Linked DNA regions of Columba livia: region 2 is linked to region 1. The links are chromatin contacts, called in public Hi-C maps. All regions are on one chromosome and are shown on one strand. The core of a region is the stretch at or near the end of the contact, and the rest is flanking DNA. Distances in the headings are between cores, read along the strand shown. Region 1 holds the start of ACTG1 (actin gamma 1). Region 2 overlaps SLC38A10 (solute carrier family 38 member 10).

Region 1 (5,195 bases), core at 1,272-3,771:
TTTCGCTCAGGTGTACAGCGAGGGAACGGTTAACTCAAATAACAAGGTCAAATCAAGTGAGAGCTCAACCATCCAGTGCTGACATTTGTCTAACATCAGGTACAGACTTTCCAAGGGCAAGTTTTCTTTTGAAAGAAGGCTTATTCCAGTTTTATGAGGCTAGCATGAGGTGTATAGATTTGCCTGGGCAAACATATACTAGTGAGACAACTCATGCAGCGGGCGCGGGGCGCTCGCCAGCAGTCCGTTTAGAAGCATTTACGGTGAACGATGGAGGGGCCAGACTCATCGTACTCCTGCTTGCTGATCCACATCTGCTGGAAGGTGGAGAGCGAGGCCAGGATGGAGCCGCCGATCCAGACCGAGTATTTGCGCTCAGGCGGGGCGATGATCTGCAGGAGGAGAGCAGCTGTGGTCACAACAGCCCCCAGTTTCTCCCACCTCCCCCCATGAGGATCAGCGGTCCCGTCTGCTGCAACAAAGGAGTGTTTCTTACCTTGATCTTCATTGTGCTGGGCGCCAGGGCTGTGATCTCCTTCTGCATCCTGTCAGCAATGCCGGGGTACATGGTGGTGCCTCCAGACAACACTGTGTTGGCATACAGGTCCTTCCTGATGTCCACGTCGCACTTCATGATGGAGTTGAAAGTGGTCTCGTGAATGCCGCAGGACTCCATGCCTGGGGAAGAAGAGTTGTGGGCTTGTTAGTACCCAGGCAGCCCCTCGTTTGTGGCCACACCAACCCCACACCAGAGGTACCACCAGGAAACGGCCCTGGCCCACACCTACCCAGGAAGGAGGGCTGGAACAGAGCTTCTGGACACCTGAACCGCTCGTTGCCGATGGTGATCACCTGGCCATCAGGCAGCTCGTAGCTCTTCTCCAGGGAGGAGGAAGAGGCAGCAGTGGCCATCTCCTGCTCGAAGTCCAGGGCAACGTAGCACAGCTTTTCCTTAATGTCACGGACAATTTCCCTTTCAGCTGTGGTGGTGAAGCTGTAGCCTCGTTCTGTCAGGATCTTCATGAGGTAGTCTGTCAGGTCACGGCCAGCCAAGTCCAGGCGCAGGATGGCGTGGGGCAGAGCATAACCCTCATAGATGGGCACGGTATGGGTCACACCATCCCCGGAGTCCATAACAATACCAGTGGTACGACCAGAGGCATACAGGGACAGCACAGCCTGGATGGCCACATACATGGCCGGGGTGTTGAAGGTCTCAAACATGATCTGCAACAAAAAGGAAAAAACAATCAGTTAACACCAAGTAGTGAGCTGGGTCACTCACACCCAGGTGAGAACACACATGCTGACATGCAAAAAAATCCCCAGTGTGTGAAGGAAAAAGCAAAGAATGCAGGCAGAAACACAAATGAAAGAAACCTGAGGCGTCAGGGGAGAAATGCCGGGAGTACAGAACCCTGGAAATGTTGGGAGAAAAAGAAAAAACAAACTCAGGTTTAAGATGTCATAACGAAAGGAGGTTTGTGAATGAAATGAGAGCGAGGAGTAGCCACCAGGCAAGCAACCGTACCTGCGTCATCTTCTCTCTGTTGGCCTTGGGGTTCAAGGGAGCCTCTGTGAGCAGCACAGGGTGCTCCTCAGGAGCCACACGCAGCTCATTGTAGAAGGTGTGGTGCCAGATCTTCTCCATGTCATCCCAGTTGGTGACGATGCCGTGCTCGATGGGGTACTTCAGGGTGAGGATGCCCCTCTTGCTCTGCGCCTCGTCCCCCACGTAGCTGTCCTTCTGCCCCATGCCCACCATCACGCCCTGGGGAGCCCAGAGTGAGTCAGCGCCCGCCTGCCGGCAGCACCGCCCCGGCCCGCCCTCCCCGCCGCTCCCTCCCGCCTACCTGGTGCCGGGGGCGCCCGACGATGGAGGGGAACACGGCGCGGGGAGCGTCGTCCCCGGCGAAACCGGCCTTGCACATACCGGAGCCATTGTCGATGACGAGGGCGGCGATCTCCTCTTCCATGGTGGAGTCCCTGTGGCGGGGGGGAGGGGGACCGGTCAGCGCAGCCGCCCCGGGAGGCCGCCCCCCCCTCCCGCCCCGCCGGGACGAGCCCCGGGCCGCCCCCCCATCCCGGTGCCGCTTGAATCTCCCGCGCCCTGACGTCACCGCCACCGCCGCCAATCGCGCCGCGCCCGCCACACACACACCCTCAACGTCCCATTCAAACGGACGAGACCATTCCACCACGGCGGGGGGCACGGGGGAAACGCATGGGGGAGTACGCGACCACAGCCCACCCCAGCCGGGACCGAGCTCGCCACCCCCCCCAGGGACTGCAGGAGAAGGGGGCGGAAGGGGTGTGGGCCACGCCCCGTGGCCGGTGCCGCGGGGCCGGTGCCAGTACCTGTGCGGGGGAAGCTGCTCTCGGCGCTGAGGAGACGGTACCACTTAGTCCGCTGCCGCCGGCTGAGTGAGACCGTCCCGTTCCCAGCCCCGCGCTTTTATACCCAGGGGGCGACGGCCCCACCCTCCCGGCCGAGAACATCGCCATATATGGAGATCTTTCAGAAACACGCGTTCTCATTGGCTGGCGCGGCACCGACCACGTGGGGCGGCTGCCGGGCTGCCCCCGCCCCACAGCACCCCGGAACCTGCATGGGGCAAAGTGGGGGGGGGCGGTGGGACCCCCGGCCCCGGCGGGGACCCCCGGCCGCAGCGCCCGGCAGCACCCCCGGCAGCGCCGGGCACCCCCACCGAGCTCCGGACATCCCCGGGCGGCAGCCGGTCCCCCCCGGTAGCGCCAGGCCGCCGCGGGCCTTGCCGGGCCGGGCCCCGCACCCCGAAGGTGGCACCTCGCCCCCCCCCGGGCAGCGCCGGGCACCCCCACCCCGGGCAGCACGTGCACGGCCTCAGGCAGCACGTGCACCCCTCGGGCAGCGTGTGCACCCCACCCGCTCGATGTGCACCCCACTGATGGCATGTGCACCCCACCCACCGCACCCCCGTGCAGCACCAGGCACCCCCATCCACTGCACTGGGCAGCACCCGCAACCCCCCAGCACCTGCACCCCACCGGCAGCACCGGGAGCCCCTCTGTGCCCATCACCCCACAGCAGCACCCCCAGCCGCGCTCTGCACCCTGCTTGCCCCCGGCTGCACCCCCAGGCTCAGCAGCACTGCCCCCCAGAGCCCCGTGCACCCCAGCAGCGCTGTGTGCCCATCGCACCCCCATAGGTGACACCACGGATCCTATAGCTCATGCGCCAGCACGTGCATCCCACGGCCATCGGCACCCCTGGCGGCACCCCCGCCTGCTCGCGCTCCTGCCAGCACCCAGAGACAGGCCGTGCCGCCGGTGCAGCGCGGTGCACCCTGCGGACAGCACCCCCATCCCGCTCCCTGCAGACAGCACCCCGGCAGTGCCCCCCACCCGCAGCACCGCACAGCCACGCTGGGGCACCCCAGAAGCTCTGCCTCAGCTCCAACGCTGCTGCACGCCCACGGCTGGTGCTGACATCCCACGGAGGGTGCTGTGCACCCCACGGACGGCACCGGGCCTGGTGATGGTGTCCTCCACAGACACCCCCGGCTGCACTGCCCCACTTAGAGCGTGTCCGCCCAGCAGCCCCTGACCCCACCGGCCCAGGCCCTGCTTGTGCCCGAGCCCCCGTGGCCAGGGGGTGCCGTGGGCTGTGCACCCCGTGTGCCGCGGGGTGCCGTGGGCACTGCTCACACCAGTGCACTGTGCCGCAGACCTGTGTGCCGTGCGGGGACTCCTGCTCCACGCTGGGTAGCCATGTGTCGTGTCAGGTAGCCACGCACGATGCCAGAGAGCCGCATGCCATGCCACCGACACGGATCTCGTGCTCCCAGCCCCACTGTGGCGGTCGGGCAGGTGCAGGTGGTGGCTCCGGCCTCGCCACCACCCGTGTCCGTGTGTGGAGCAGTGGCAGGAGCTCATGTCTCCGGAGGGATTCCCAGCACTGCCAGGGGACAAAATGCTGCACGCTCAGGCCCTCCCCAGCCACCCCGGCACCGCCGGCGCCTGAGCCTGGATGGGTGTCGTGGGGCTGTCAGCGGCGCAGCGGCAGCTGCGGGGCGCCAAGGGGTGCTGGGGTGCCAGGCGCTGGGTGGGCATGGGGGCCCCTGTGCGGGTCCCTGCACAGCTCGGGGGGTCTCACGTCCCCCCGCCAGCACCGAGCAGCCAGCCTGGCCCTGTGTCCCATGGGGCTGGTGGCCGGGTGGGCATTGTCACCTCGGGCTGGGGGTCTGGCTCAGGGGGGCTGTGCAGGTGACATCTCCCACCCCAGGGTGGGGGGACCGGTGTGGGCAGCCCCGCCCGTGAGCCGGGACCCCCGGGGCCACGGACACTTGGGGGCTCCCGGGCAGGACGCAGTGGGGGGACGAACGCGACGCTGCGGGGACGGATCCCGGGGGAGGCGCTGCCGGGGGGTCGGGGCGGTGCCGGGTCCCTGCCCCGGCTCTTCCTCCTGCCCAAACAAGGCAGCCCCGGCGGCCGATGAGTAAGGGCGGGCAGGGCCGGGGGCCGGGGTGTCCCCGCCGTGGGGGCGGGCGCAGGCAGCGCGTCCCGGCCGTATTAGGAGCGATCGGGCCGGTGGCAGCGGGACGCCCGGCCCCGACACCGCCCCGCGGGGACCTCGGGCCGGGCAGGGGGAGCGGGAGCAGCAGGAGGAGGAGGAGGAGGAGGAAGGCGCCGCGCCCGGCCCGCCCCGCCGTGATGCGGGGTGTCCGTCCCCCCGCCCGCCTGTGCGCAGCCTCCGTCGCCGTGGTGACACAGTCACCGTCCCCTCCCGTCGCCGTGGTGACGGGCGGATGGGGTGATGGGGTGGGGTCCCCAAGGATCCAGCCGGACACCCCCCGCCACGACACCCCTCCCGACCCCGGCACCCCCCGTTCCCCACCTCAGCCCCACCCCGAACCCCAACCCCAAATCGCTGCCCTGACCCCCCTGGGCTGCTGGGGTTCGGCTGAGCCCCCCCATACACCAGCCCCCCACCACGGCTGGGACCGCGGGCGGGGGGGTCCAGTCAGCCCAGGACCCCCCAGCCCTCCCGGGAAGGGTGTTGGATGGAAACCGGGGTGGGGCCACCCAGCCCCCTGCGATGCCCGGGCAGGGGGTGTCACAAGCCGTCAGGGCTCAGAAGCCGCCCCCCCGGGGAGATGGGCTGGGGGTGGCACGGGGAGGGGTCTGGCTGTCCCCAGGCCCGGGGATGTAAGGAC
Region 2 (5,195 bases), core at 856-3,355, 64 kb before region 1:
CCTGGCTGTTCTCCCCGCGCGGCGCCTTTGCCGGAAGGCCAGGCCAGGCCAGGCCGGGACGTGCCGCCTGCCGCTGCGAGCCGGTGCCGCCAGATGGTAGCAAACCCCCGGCTCCCCGCCGGACCCTGCGCGGGAGAAACCGGGGGGTCCAGCTGCACCCCCCCTCCCCTGCACCAGCTGCACAGCTGCTCAAACCCTCTTTGATCGTGATCTTTTTCTCCTTTTGGTGCACATCCCCAGCCCTTCGCACACTCGAGCGTGACGTGGGGAAACTCCCGGGGGGACAGGGACTCCCCCACCTCTCCAAAGACACATCCCAGTCAAACCAGTGGTGGGGTTCAGCGCTGGAGTAGCTCCCACACCCCGCGGGACGGGAACGGTCCCCCCGACCCACACAGCGCGAGCAGGGAGCGAGCTCTTCCTCAGAAGAGCAGCGGAGGAGGAAACCCAATTGTTTCCCAGCACTGAAGTTGTTCTGCAGATTTTTTTTCCATCTAACAAACTCTTCTGTAACAAAAAAACATTCTCAACTCTTCCCCCGTTTGCCCTCCCCCGAGCGATTTCCTTCGGGGAATTAATTCTATAAACATCTTTCCATATTCCCCTCCCCCTCCGCAGGGCTGGTGCGATTTATTACAAGATGAACTCATGGGAAAGAAGAGATTGCCACAACTTCAGCTGCGTGGGCCTTACCCAAATTAGGGGGGAAAAGCCCAACAGAATGAGTACAAAGTCCTGGCCCAGAGGGATCCGCGCCAGCAGGACCCCGCGCCGGTCCAGAAACCTGGACGCTCTGGCAGCCGGTCCGGGGACGTGCGCGGGGCCGCCCGCGGTTCTCCGGCCGGGAACGACGGTGGGAGGGAAAAACAACTCGGGTTTCATGAGAAACTTGAGGCTGGTGCGCAAGGGTCGCGCTGCCCACGGAGGGAGCGCCGGGCTCGGCCAGCCGGGCAGGACCCGTCTCCTTCGGGGCGAGCGGGGCTGCGGGAGCCAGTGCCCGGCGCTGGCCGCGGGCCTGGGCAGCGGGAGGGGAGCGCCGGGCTCGGCCGCGGGTGCTCCGGCGAAGCCCCGGCCTCGCAGCAACACACAACGAATTAGTTACTCCGTCCGAGGAAAGTTTTTCCGTTAATTGGTTCATGAAGCCGGGCGGGGGCTGCGCTCGGAGGAGACGGCGGAGGAGCCGGGAACCACAACCGCGTTCCCACGGCGGACGGGAACCGCGAGCCCCGGCAGCAAGAGGAGGGGAAAGCAGAGGAGGGAGCGGGACGGCCGTCCCTGCGAGCGCCAACGGAGCGTTAAACCAGAACTGCCCCGGCTGGGGGAGCCGCAGCAGGTGAACCCCCCCCCGGGTCCGGGACACAACCCGCGGGCTGGGGAAACCCGCTGCGCAAAAAGCATCAATCGTCAATCAAGAGGCAGCCGCGTGGTCCCTGTTCTGCAAACAATGCGAGAAAAGAGCAAAACACAAACAAAACACAAACAAAAAATTAGAGTCTCCACACCATAATAAGACAAAGTTGCCTCCGAGCCATCATTTGCTCAGCAGGAAACAAAATTAAGTTCATCATCAGGGTGTGAATTAACGACCTCTCACGCTGCATGGAAATCTATAAGGGACTATATGTGGTTTGCAGAGAACAATTTTGCTCGGGATGTGTAATAACCGCTCTGTCTCGTCGCCCTCCGGGTCCCTTTGGAGCGCGGTGCAGTAACGCCGCGCCTCTCCGTGCTCTATGAGCGGCCTTGGCCTCCCCAGCGGGCTGAGCGGCTGGAAAGGCTGTTTGGTCTGCAGCGGGGGACGCGGGCGCCGGGCAGCGCCGGGGGCTTTGCTTCGCCTCGGCACAGCCCCGAGGGAACCAGGGCTCTCGGCGACCGTCGCCGCGTGGTGTGGTTTGCCAACAGCCTCTCCCGGCTGCAATAAAACTTCACGATTAGCAAGCTAAAAGCTTCCCTTCCCCCCCGCCCCTGGTTCGGGTAGCAGCAGCGCTCCCAGAAAGGCATTAAATCCTCCTATCGCTCTCGGCCACCGCAGCGACAACTGCAGCCAAAAGCTGCGTCCGCACACGCCGCTGCGGGCGGGGGTGCCAGAGGGGCCCCCGTGTGTCCCCGAGCCGAGGGGGATCCGGGGAAGGGACCGGGGGACACCGCCCCCCCGGAGCATCGCCCGGGGTTCAGGATCGGCTCGTGCCGGTTCAGCTTCAGCTTCGCTTCAACCGCTTCAGCGCAGGGAAATGGAGCAAAATCCACCAGCTCATGCTAATGAAAACGAAGAATAAGTGGGGCAGAGGGACGGGGGCAAATCGCTGTCCCCAAATGTGCCGAGCAGCCCCACGCAGGGCAGGGACGAGCCCCCCCGGGAGCCCGGCGCAGCCCCCTCTCCCTGAAACGGGTACAGATTCCACAAGGTTATCGAATGGCATCACCAAAATTAGTTCACAGTTGTCTCCCGACGCACCAGCAGTAAAAACGAACCCAAATTACAGGAGGCTGATGGCTCCTTTTCTGTGTCACAGGCGCTATTAAAAGCTCGGGTGCACAGAGCACCGGGGAGAGCCGCGGCGGATCGAGCTGTTCGGCAGCTATTAGCAGCTCCACATAATCCACATTTCACAGGCGCCGGGGGCTGCTCAGCTCGGGACGCCGCGGGGACGCAGCCGGGCAGGGCTCGTTTCTGGGGACAAACACCCAGATACGGCACAGGACAGAGGAGCCCTCGGCATCACAGCCAAACGCAGCCCCGAGTTTCGCCCGAGTCCCACGTAACACAAACCAGGAGGACACGAGGGATGGATGGAGAAGGGTCCCCAGCGCCGGGAAAGGGTGCTCTTGCACAAGGAGCGTGAATCGGGTCTTTGTTACCCGACATTGCACAACGAGAAAGAAAATGAAGCAGCGATGATCAAGTAAGAAGCTGAAAAATATTACAAAATCTTAATCCACCCCATGAGACCCTCTAGGGTGCTTTCAAATACAGAGAGAAATTGCCTAATTAGCTTTTTTTTTTTTTTAATGGATAATTGCCTTCATGAGCTTTCACAGGCAGCTTAGCAACCTTTTAACACAGGCGCACACGCCGCACGGCGCGGCAGAACATCTCTGAAAGGGGTTTTATACCTTTCCCGAAGAGCTGCTGACAGTAAACCTCCAGCAATCCAGGCAGGGGCTGTAATGGGCACTTGGGTGTCGTTAGTAAAAACACTGTTCAGACTTCGCTGGTCAATACATGTTCACATAAAAGGGCAATGTTCTAATATTCATAATCCCAGGGCCCACAGGGCAGGGTTTTAATGAAAGTCTGTACAGTTCTGGTCTCCACAACATCAAAGAGGCCAATAAAACTCCTCTCACATGCTGACAGGCAAAAGTCAGATGCTGAAGGCAGAACTGGGAAAAAGCCGCGGCGCAGCCCCCGGGTTCGGCTCGGCACGGCGGCCGGGGGCGCGGGAAGGGGCCGGGGCTCCCCCGCCCGCCCAGGAGCCGCGCGTTGCTGCCGAGCGCGGAGCCCGACGCAGCCGCGCAGGGACCGGGGCAGCGGTGCCGGGGGACGGGACGCGGCTGCCGCGGCGCTTCACAGGCTCCCGGCCCCGCAAAACACGGCGGGTGAGGCCGAGGAGCCGCGGGGGAAGAAGGGCACCGTTTACCACCCCTCATTGCTAGTCGAGCTCACAGCCCACGCAGGCACAGGGCGGCACGGGTCCACGCTTGGGGCTCTCGCAGCAGCAGCTCCCGCGTCCCCAGCGCCGGCTGCTCTGCAGGGACCTCGTCCCATTGCTCCGCGCGGCTCCGTCCCAGGGCCACAGCAGAGCCAGCAGCCCCCACTGGCAACGGGCCCTCGCTGTGCCGGGGCAGCAGAGCCCCACGGCTCCTCCTGCGGAACGTGGGAACCGCAGCGCCCACCCACCGTCCCGCCGGGGGGAATCGCTCCATCCAGCGGCAACAGGGGCTCTGGGCCGGGTGCTGGGTTCGGCAGGACGGCCGCTGTGCCACGCGGGATGAGACACCAGCGTCCCGCTCCACCGCCTCGCTTCACGGGGAGAAGAGATTTAGCAAACCCCAGCGGACACCATCTTTTATGGGACTTCTTTTCTATTTTCCCAGTCGCAAGAACATGTGTCGTTAGCGACGACTCCTGAAACGAGCAGCTGTTCTTTGGCCATTACTGCTCCAAAATTAACCAAGACGGAAGAATTCAATCGCATCCCTCCTCCCGGCCCTGCTGAGTGCGCTCGATTAAGGGATCGGGAGCATCTTGTGCTCAGGGTTGCCGGGTGTCCCCGGGAAGGACGCGCGCCGTGGGTGAACCACGAGCACATGAACCCCGCGCTGCCGGGGCCGAGCGGCCCGCGGTGAATGTTATCGGCGGCAGCACCAGCGTCTCGGAGACACTCAAAGCTGCTCAGCGGGAACGCGGCCAACAACCGGGAGGGAGGATAATCTCCAGAAGAGACAAGCCCCTTTCTCGCTTCCGTTCTCAATCTCTGTGAGGATATTTCAAGGCCTCCAAAGAACATAAAAAAAAAAGAGGAAAAGGAAAAAAAAAAGCAGGAGCAGAAGCGAGCAAAAATAAAATAAAGGCACAGGCCACGGGCGCAGACGAGGGGCAGCGCGAGGTCAGGAGACACCTGCTCGCCGTGGCCTTGCAGGGCCAGCCTGCAGCTGGGGCCGGGCCGGACCCGCCGTAATTCCATCAACGGCCACAGCAAACAAACAATAAATAACCTGAGCCAGTAAACAAAGCTGAGGCATAATCACAGGCTTTGTCAGAGCTCAAACCCAATCCAAATTTATATCCTCACAACCAAAAAAAAAAAGTCAGTGCCCATAAATTTACATACCTTTGAGTGCAGTGAATGGCTGCTCCTGGAACAGCGGAGAAGGCGCTGGCAGGAGCGGTGGGACCGGCCCCGCTTGGGGACCCGCACCCCCTGCACAGGTGGCCAGCGCGGAGCTGTATGTACCACCCCGACCAGGAGATCGCACTCTGTCCCCCCGGGGACCCCGGTCCCACAGCAGCTCCCTTCCCAAACGAACCTCCCACACGGCACCCGGAGCTCACACCGGGCTTTTCCAGGGGTAAAGCTGCGGCTTTTCTCAGGAAAAGTCCCCAGGATGCTGGGGAGACGCACAGAGCTGCCTGGAAGAGACCCCGCTTCCACCACGCTTCTTTAGAACACGTTTTCCTAAAGAGCTGGAGC

What was found. Hi-C and Micro-C count contacts between places; a contact is called where the count stands out from the background.
Region 2: a contact with region 1 is called in a Hi-C map of liver, with 1.9 times the contacts expected there. The contact joins the enhancer-like site here to the promoter of ACTG1 in region 1. A contact is called at or near these places in 2 of 2 Hi-C or Micro-C datasets (crop and liver).

The regions. Positions count from the first base shown.
Region 1 is chr18:12,921,907-12,927,101 of bColLiv1.pat.W.v2, reverse strand. ACTG1 (actin gamma 1) reads right to left here and starts at 2,521. Exons shown (of 6, transcript XM_065035082.1): 1 at 2,359-2,521; 2 at 1,854-1,986; 3 at 1,532-1,771; 4 at 789-1,227; 5 at 497-678; 6 at 1-392. The coding sequence starts at 1,976. The coding sequence ends at 249.
Region 2 is chr18:12,985,556-12,990,750 of bColLiv1.pat.W.v2, reverse strand. The region is part of intron 11 of SLC38A10 (solute carrier family 38 member 10); the gene reads right to left. Among named protein-coding and RNA genes, the nearest start is that of NDUFAF8, 11 kb to the left of the region's middle. Within about 2 kb of position 2,105, at least 3 of the 3 cell types and tissues checked have an H3K27ac peak away from gene starts, as active enhancers do.